Linked DNA regions of Mus musculus: region 2 is linked to region 1. A link is a contact called in public Hi-C data. All regions are on one chromosome and are shown on one strand. Each heading gives the region's core, a stretch centred on a gene start, on an enhancer-like site or on the middle of the called end of the contact. The rest is flanking DNA. Distances are from core to core; before and after follow the strand shown.

Region 1 (2,700 bases), core at 66-2,565:
GCGAGGCTCCCCCTCCCCCACCCCGCCCCAAAGCAAAGGAAGGGTAAAGGGAGGAAGAAGGGGAGGGAAGAGATGGAAAGAAAGCCACTTCGCCATACCACCCAGACACACACAGAAAACCTCTTTTGCAAAGTAAACCGCGGACTTACCCGGTCTCACATCTCAGGGGCCCAGTCATCATAGCGACCCTTTCAGAAAAACACCTCTTTGGGGTGTGCACCGATTTTTGGAAGCCTAGGCAGACACAGAAGGCTGCCAGCCGTGCAGGCTGAGCAGCCAGAGGGAAGCGGCACCCGGACGCCGCGCCGCTAGCCCCGGGCCGCCGCCGCGGTGGCGACCGCGGGTTCCGGGGCTCCCCGAAGGGCTCTCCCTGGCGCTCTCCGCGGTAGCCAGGGCGGGTAGTGGGGTGTGGGGTGTGGGGGAGGGGACGGCCGGCGACTCGCTGGAAAGGCAGCTCGCGGCTGAGGCTGGGAGCCGGAGCCGGCAGGGCGGGGAGGGCGCAGTGGGGAGGGGAAGTGGGGAGACCGAGGAGGGGGACGCGGAGCGGGCTGCCCGGCCCCGTCGCCTGCTCAACGTGCTGGTCAGCCTGGTCGAGCGCTCGCTCGCACCCGCTCTCACTCACGCTCGCTCGCACCATCGCTCCCACGCGCGATCCCCAGATCTCAGGGCCCCCTCGCCGTACCCCCCTGACCCGGCCGGTACTTACTGTTCCCATCTGCACTGGGGGCAACTTTCTCCGACCCAGCGATGGCAGCCGCCCCCTCCAGCCGCCTCGGGCTCTTGGCACCCTCCGGCCTGGGATCGCGCGGGCCGCCCTCCCCTCCCCCCTAGCCTCTCCGGGTCGGCGTCTTCACCACATTCCCCCCTAGTCAGTGTCGCACGCCCCAGGACGAACCAGAAGGAGTGGGGCTCGAGGGTGTGCGTTCATCGCCCGCCTTCTTCTTGCAGCGCACACTGTACATGGTAGTGAGGGGGCGAGAGAAGGTGGTACTGGCCCCCGGGCTGCTTCGGCGGCGGTTCCTCCGCTGCGCTCTTCTCCCCCAAACGCCAGGACCACCGGACCCTGGATGCCTCTGTCCCCAAGGCAAACCTGCAATCGCGGCCCCTAATTAGTATTTGAAAGGCTCCCGCATCCTCTTGGCGGCTTCACCGCTCCCGGGGTTTGCAGCGGATTTTTGCTATCCCTCCCCAGATGCGGCGCACGATCCTCATTATTTGCAACTCTTTATCTCCGACATCCTTTGAGGGGTCCAAGGGGGGTAGGAGCAGCGTTGCTCTATGCCTGTGGCATGTCCTGGCAGCTTGGACGCTCTATAAAAAAAAAAAAAAAAAAAAAAAAAGAAAAGAAAAAAAGAAAGAAAGAAAAAAAAAAAAGAAAGAAAGAAAGAAAAAGAGAAAGAAACTAAGAAAAAGTCACGTCTTCTCTCATGGGATCTGAGAAGGCAGTCACATCTGCTGGGTAGCGGGTGCAGGGCCCGGTCCGCGGCACTTGTTTATTGTCGCGCCGCTGGTGCGAGCCAAGCTGCAGCAGACATGATGGCCCGGGGCGAAGCAGGAGCCCAGTGGCCGGTAGGTGGCAGCCGAGGGCGAAGGCGTCCCTGGGCTCTGGAGGCATAGCCAGAACCCCCTTAGATGTCACATTCGTGGAGACAGAGGAGTCTTGGACCATGTGCGCAACTGGAGCGTAGGAGTGTGCACTCGTCTTCTCGGAAAGGAAGGGCTGGAAATAACCCTGACAGTGTTAGGCTTGGTGGCGATCAGGGACAGATGACTCTTACCGGTAGCCGTTTGCCCAAATGCTTCTGCCCTTTGGAAGAGTCTTTGTGGCAGTGTGAGTTGTCTCCAGTAAGGGACCCTGGAGGGAGTGGCTCATCCTAGCTATAAAGAGTGTGTTATTTTTATCTTTTTTTTTTAAAGAATCACTTTTTCTAAGTATGTCGGAGTGATTGAGCAGAGAGAAAAATGAATACCCTAAGCGAACTAGAAATCTGGAAAGAACCGAAATAGAGGCAGTGTCTCATGACACTTTACTTGAGGACTCACCTGATGAACTGCTGATCAACTCTATAGTAAGTATGACTGGCTTCTACCAGGAAACCAGACAACTTCCTCCCCTAAAGGAGGTCTGTATATTCATAGGATGTGTTTTACGTTTTAAGAATTTAAGGCCTGCAGCCTTCACAAGGAGCAAAGGAAAATTGTTTTGAGTTAGGGGCCCAGAGCAGGCTGCTCATTCGCTTCAAACTGTCTTAGATGGCCAGTTTGGCCATGCAAGTGAATTTTAATTTTTCTATTCTGAAATTATGTTTTAAACATACATAGAAGTCTCTCAGTTTTCACTAATGGGAACTTATTGTGGTTATAGTCTGATTATACGCGATTGATATTAATAGATTCCAGGGGTAGTATTTTATGTGTTTGTCTATAAAGAGTTCTTCACAGCATCCATGTATGTTCAATTTCAAGGGCTTATATAGAGGTAGTGAATTATTTCAACCTTTTGGAAATTTTAATGATTTTAATATTTCTTCTACATAAATATGATGAGTATATGTATTCTAGCTAAGCCGTAAACACTTTTTTGAAGCAGTGTTTATTTCCTGTAAGTTTGGGTGCTCTTCGAGGGAGAAAAGAGTGACGTAATCTGTGATGTCAGTTGATGAAAATCTTAGAACAAAATTAAGTTTGCATATTCTGTCA
Region 2 (2,700 bases), core at 71-2,570, 3.1 Mb before region 1:
AATGAAGATGACATTAGCCAACATGCCCAACAGTGGAAACATGGAGCCTGAAGAGACTAACCACCTCCAGTAGATAGACATGATCCTCCATTGAGGAATGAGGCCACCAATCCATCTCAAATTTTGTAACCCAGAATTGTTTCTGGCTAAAGGAAATGAAGAGAGGAGAGAGGAGAGAGGAGAGAGGAGAGAGGAGAGAGGAGAGAGGAGAGAGGAGAGAGGAGAGAGGAGAGAGGAGAGAGGAGAGAGGAGAGAGGAGAGAGGAGAGAGGAGAGAGGAGAGAGGAGAGAGGAGAGAGGAGAGAGGAGAGAGGAGAGAGGAGAGAGGAGAGAGGAGAGAGGAGAGAGGAGAGAGGAGAGAGGAGGGAGAACAGAGACTAAAGGAAAGGCAACCCAGAGACCGCCCCAACTTGGGATCCATCCCATGCAGACACCAAACCCCCACACTATTGGTGATGCCAAGATGTGCTTGCAGACAGCAGCCTGGCATGGCTATCCTCTGAGAGGCTCTACCAGCACCTGACTAACTCCCAGATACTCACAGCCAACCATTGCACTGAGCCCAGGGACCCCAATGAAAGAGTTAGTGTAAGGATTGAAGGAGCTGGAGGGGGTTGCAACCCCATAGGGTGAACAATAGTATAAACTAATCTGGACCACACAGAGCTCCCAGAGACTAAGCCACCAACCAAAAAGCATACATGGGCTGGTCCATGCCTTTCCCTATATATGTAGCAGAGGGTAGCCTTTGTCGGACCTCGATGGGAGGGGATGCACTTGGTCCTGTGGAGGCTTGATGCCCCAGAGAAGGGGGATGCTAGAGAGGTGATGTGGGAATGGGTGGGTGGGTTAGGGAGCACCTTCTTAGAGGTGAAGGAGAAACTGTATGTGGTGGGGCTCTCATGGAGCAGGACAGGGAAGGGAGGCCATATTTGAAACGTAAATGAATAAGATAATTAATCGTATTTGTAATAATAAAATAAGTCATCTTAAAACTCTTTTTCCTGTGGACTTTAGATTTTACCCCAGAAGAAATATTCTCAAGCATTCCTGACTCGCTCTAATTTTGGAATACATTTTCCTGGAAATATTGGGAGAGAATGTACTGAGTAGAGTAGTGCCGGAAAAAAACTATCTTTGATGTGTCTGGTGAATCTGACTTAATCACTATTGTCTTGAATGTACTGCAGCAGAATGATGGAAACTGCAATCTGCCATTTTCCCGGTAGATGGCAGAAGCGCACTGTATGCCCATTCACAATGGGCTGCGTTTTGAAACTTATGTATTGAAGACATGAACAAATGGTTCCAACCTGCTTTAAAAATCAGCCTTTGTTGTGTTTGGGACACTGTCGATGTAAAGGGAATTGTAGCGTCCATTACAGACGCTTCTAATTCCGACAGGTTTTGCTGAGAGTCTGCAGAATAAGAAGTGAAATTAAAAAAAAAAAAAAAAAAAGAGTTCACAGGAAAGAGCTCTCACGTGGAATTAGCAATCCCTCCATGCTAATGCAGTAGTGAGCTCAATCATGCTTCTGTTGTTTTGTTCTGTCTCAATAAGGAAAACTAGATATAACATGGAAATCATTCTAATTAGAAGAAAGACAAGTGGAATTTGGTAATTATAGACCTGCAGAGCCGTTATTCAGGTGGTACTCAACAGAGTTGAAAGATATAAGGAGACATGGTATCAATACTCCATCGTTGTAGCCCAGTTGTGTATTACTGGCACTTTCAAGGACTGTATATATCACTACACATATTCTAAGTTAGCACAGGCATTAAGAATTCTGTTGCTATTCTTGCCTGTTTAAGCTCCTATTAATTTTTACAGTACTGTAATTTAAACTAAAAAAATATTATACACGAATGTAATGTCAATTAGTGAGAAACAAGGCAAGATGTATAGTTTTCCAAAACAGCATGAATTAGGCAAAATTCTTGTAATTTTTTCTGCACCAACACCATGAAGTAAGGGTGCATGCAGCCAGTATTCAGCAAGATAAATGTTTCCTTTATGTCTTCATTACAGAAAGTAAGCTATCTTCCTGCATAAAAGAACACCACTACTGCTTTTTGCTTTGTTGGTCTTTTGAGCTTCAGTAGAACATTTTATTTAGTATTCTCTGGGAGGTGACTGTGCAGAATAGGGGACTACTTACCCAAGAGGAAGGGTTACACAGACACACTGAGAAGTTTGCTGGTAACAATTTTCATGGGGTAGGTAGTCAGGTTTTAGGCAGGGATAGCCTTGGTTGGCGAATCTGTGAGTTGAGCAGTGTAACACAGGGAATGAATGCCGAGGTTTGTAGCTGGGAAAGAGGAAAGCGCGAGACAGTGAGATGGATTCAGGCAGCCCAGGAATTAGACGTTGAATGGAGTCTTCAAGCCTGGGTACTTTTCCAGTGTGGCACTGGAAGACATTCTGTTTAAAAGCCTGTGCTAGAGGCGCATGCTACGTTGGTGCCTTCAGGGATTGTGACTCTGTAAAGCCCTCTCGGACTGTTCCCTGAGTTCTGCTGATAGCTCAGACACAATTAGATTGTAAATGGGATTTGGATGGCCTTTTGCCTAATACATTATCTTACATATGCTTACAGTAATGCTCTGTTGGCATTTTCCTATCCACTGCAGAAATCTTTCATGACAAGCCATTCTGACTGGGCGTTTTATTATCTCAAAGTGCATGGGTTTGAACGGT

The links. Hi-C and Micro-C count contacts between places; a contact is called where the count stands out from the background.
Region 2: a Hi-C map of cortical neurons shows a contact between it and region 1, with 3 times the contacts expected there. The contact joins the enhancer-like site here to the promoter of Slitrk5 in region 1. A contact is called at or near these places in 4 of 39 promoter capture datasets (cranial neural crest, frontonasal cranial neural crest, hippocampal neurons and 1 more) and 4 of 484 Hi-C or Micro-C datasets (cerebral cortex, cortical neurons and ventral hippocampal neurons).

Annotation. Positions count from the first base shown.
Region 1 is chr14:111,673,730-111,676,429 of GRCm38.p6, reverse strand. It overlaps Slitrk5 (SLIT and NTRK-like family, member 5), which reads right to left and starts at 1,315. Exons shown (of 2, transcript NM_198865.1): 1 at 707-1,315. It overlaps Gm30439 (a long non-coding RNA gene), which reads left to right and starts at 918. Exons shown (of 4, transcript XR_001781455.2): 1 at 918-2,069.
Region 2 is chr14:114,790,166-114,792,865 of GRCm38.p6, reverse strand. All of the region lies in intron 1 of Gm41244 (a long non-coding RNA gene), which reads left to right. Among named protein-coding and RNA genes, the nearest start is that of 4930524C18Rik, 40 kb to the left of the region's middle. Within about 2 kb of position 1,320, at least 9 of the 459 cell types and tissues checked have an H3K27ac peak or open chromatin away from gene starts, as enhancers often do. A contact at or near this core is called in cortical neurons, where this site is marked.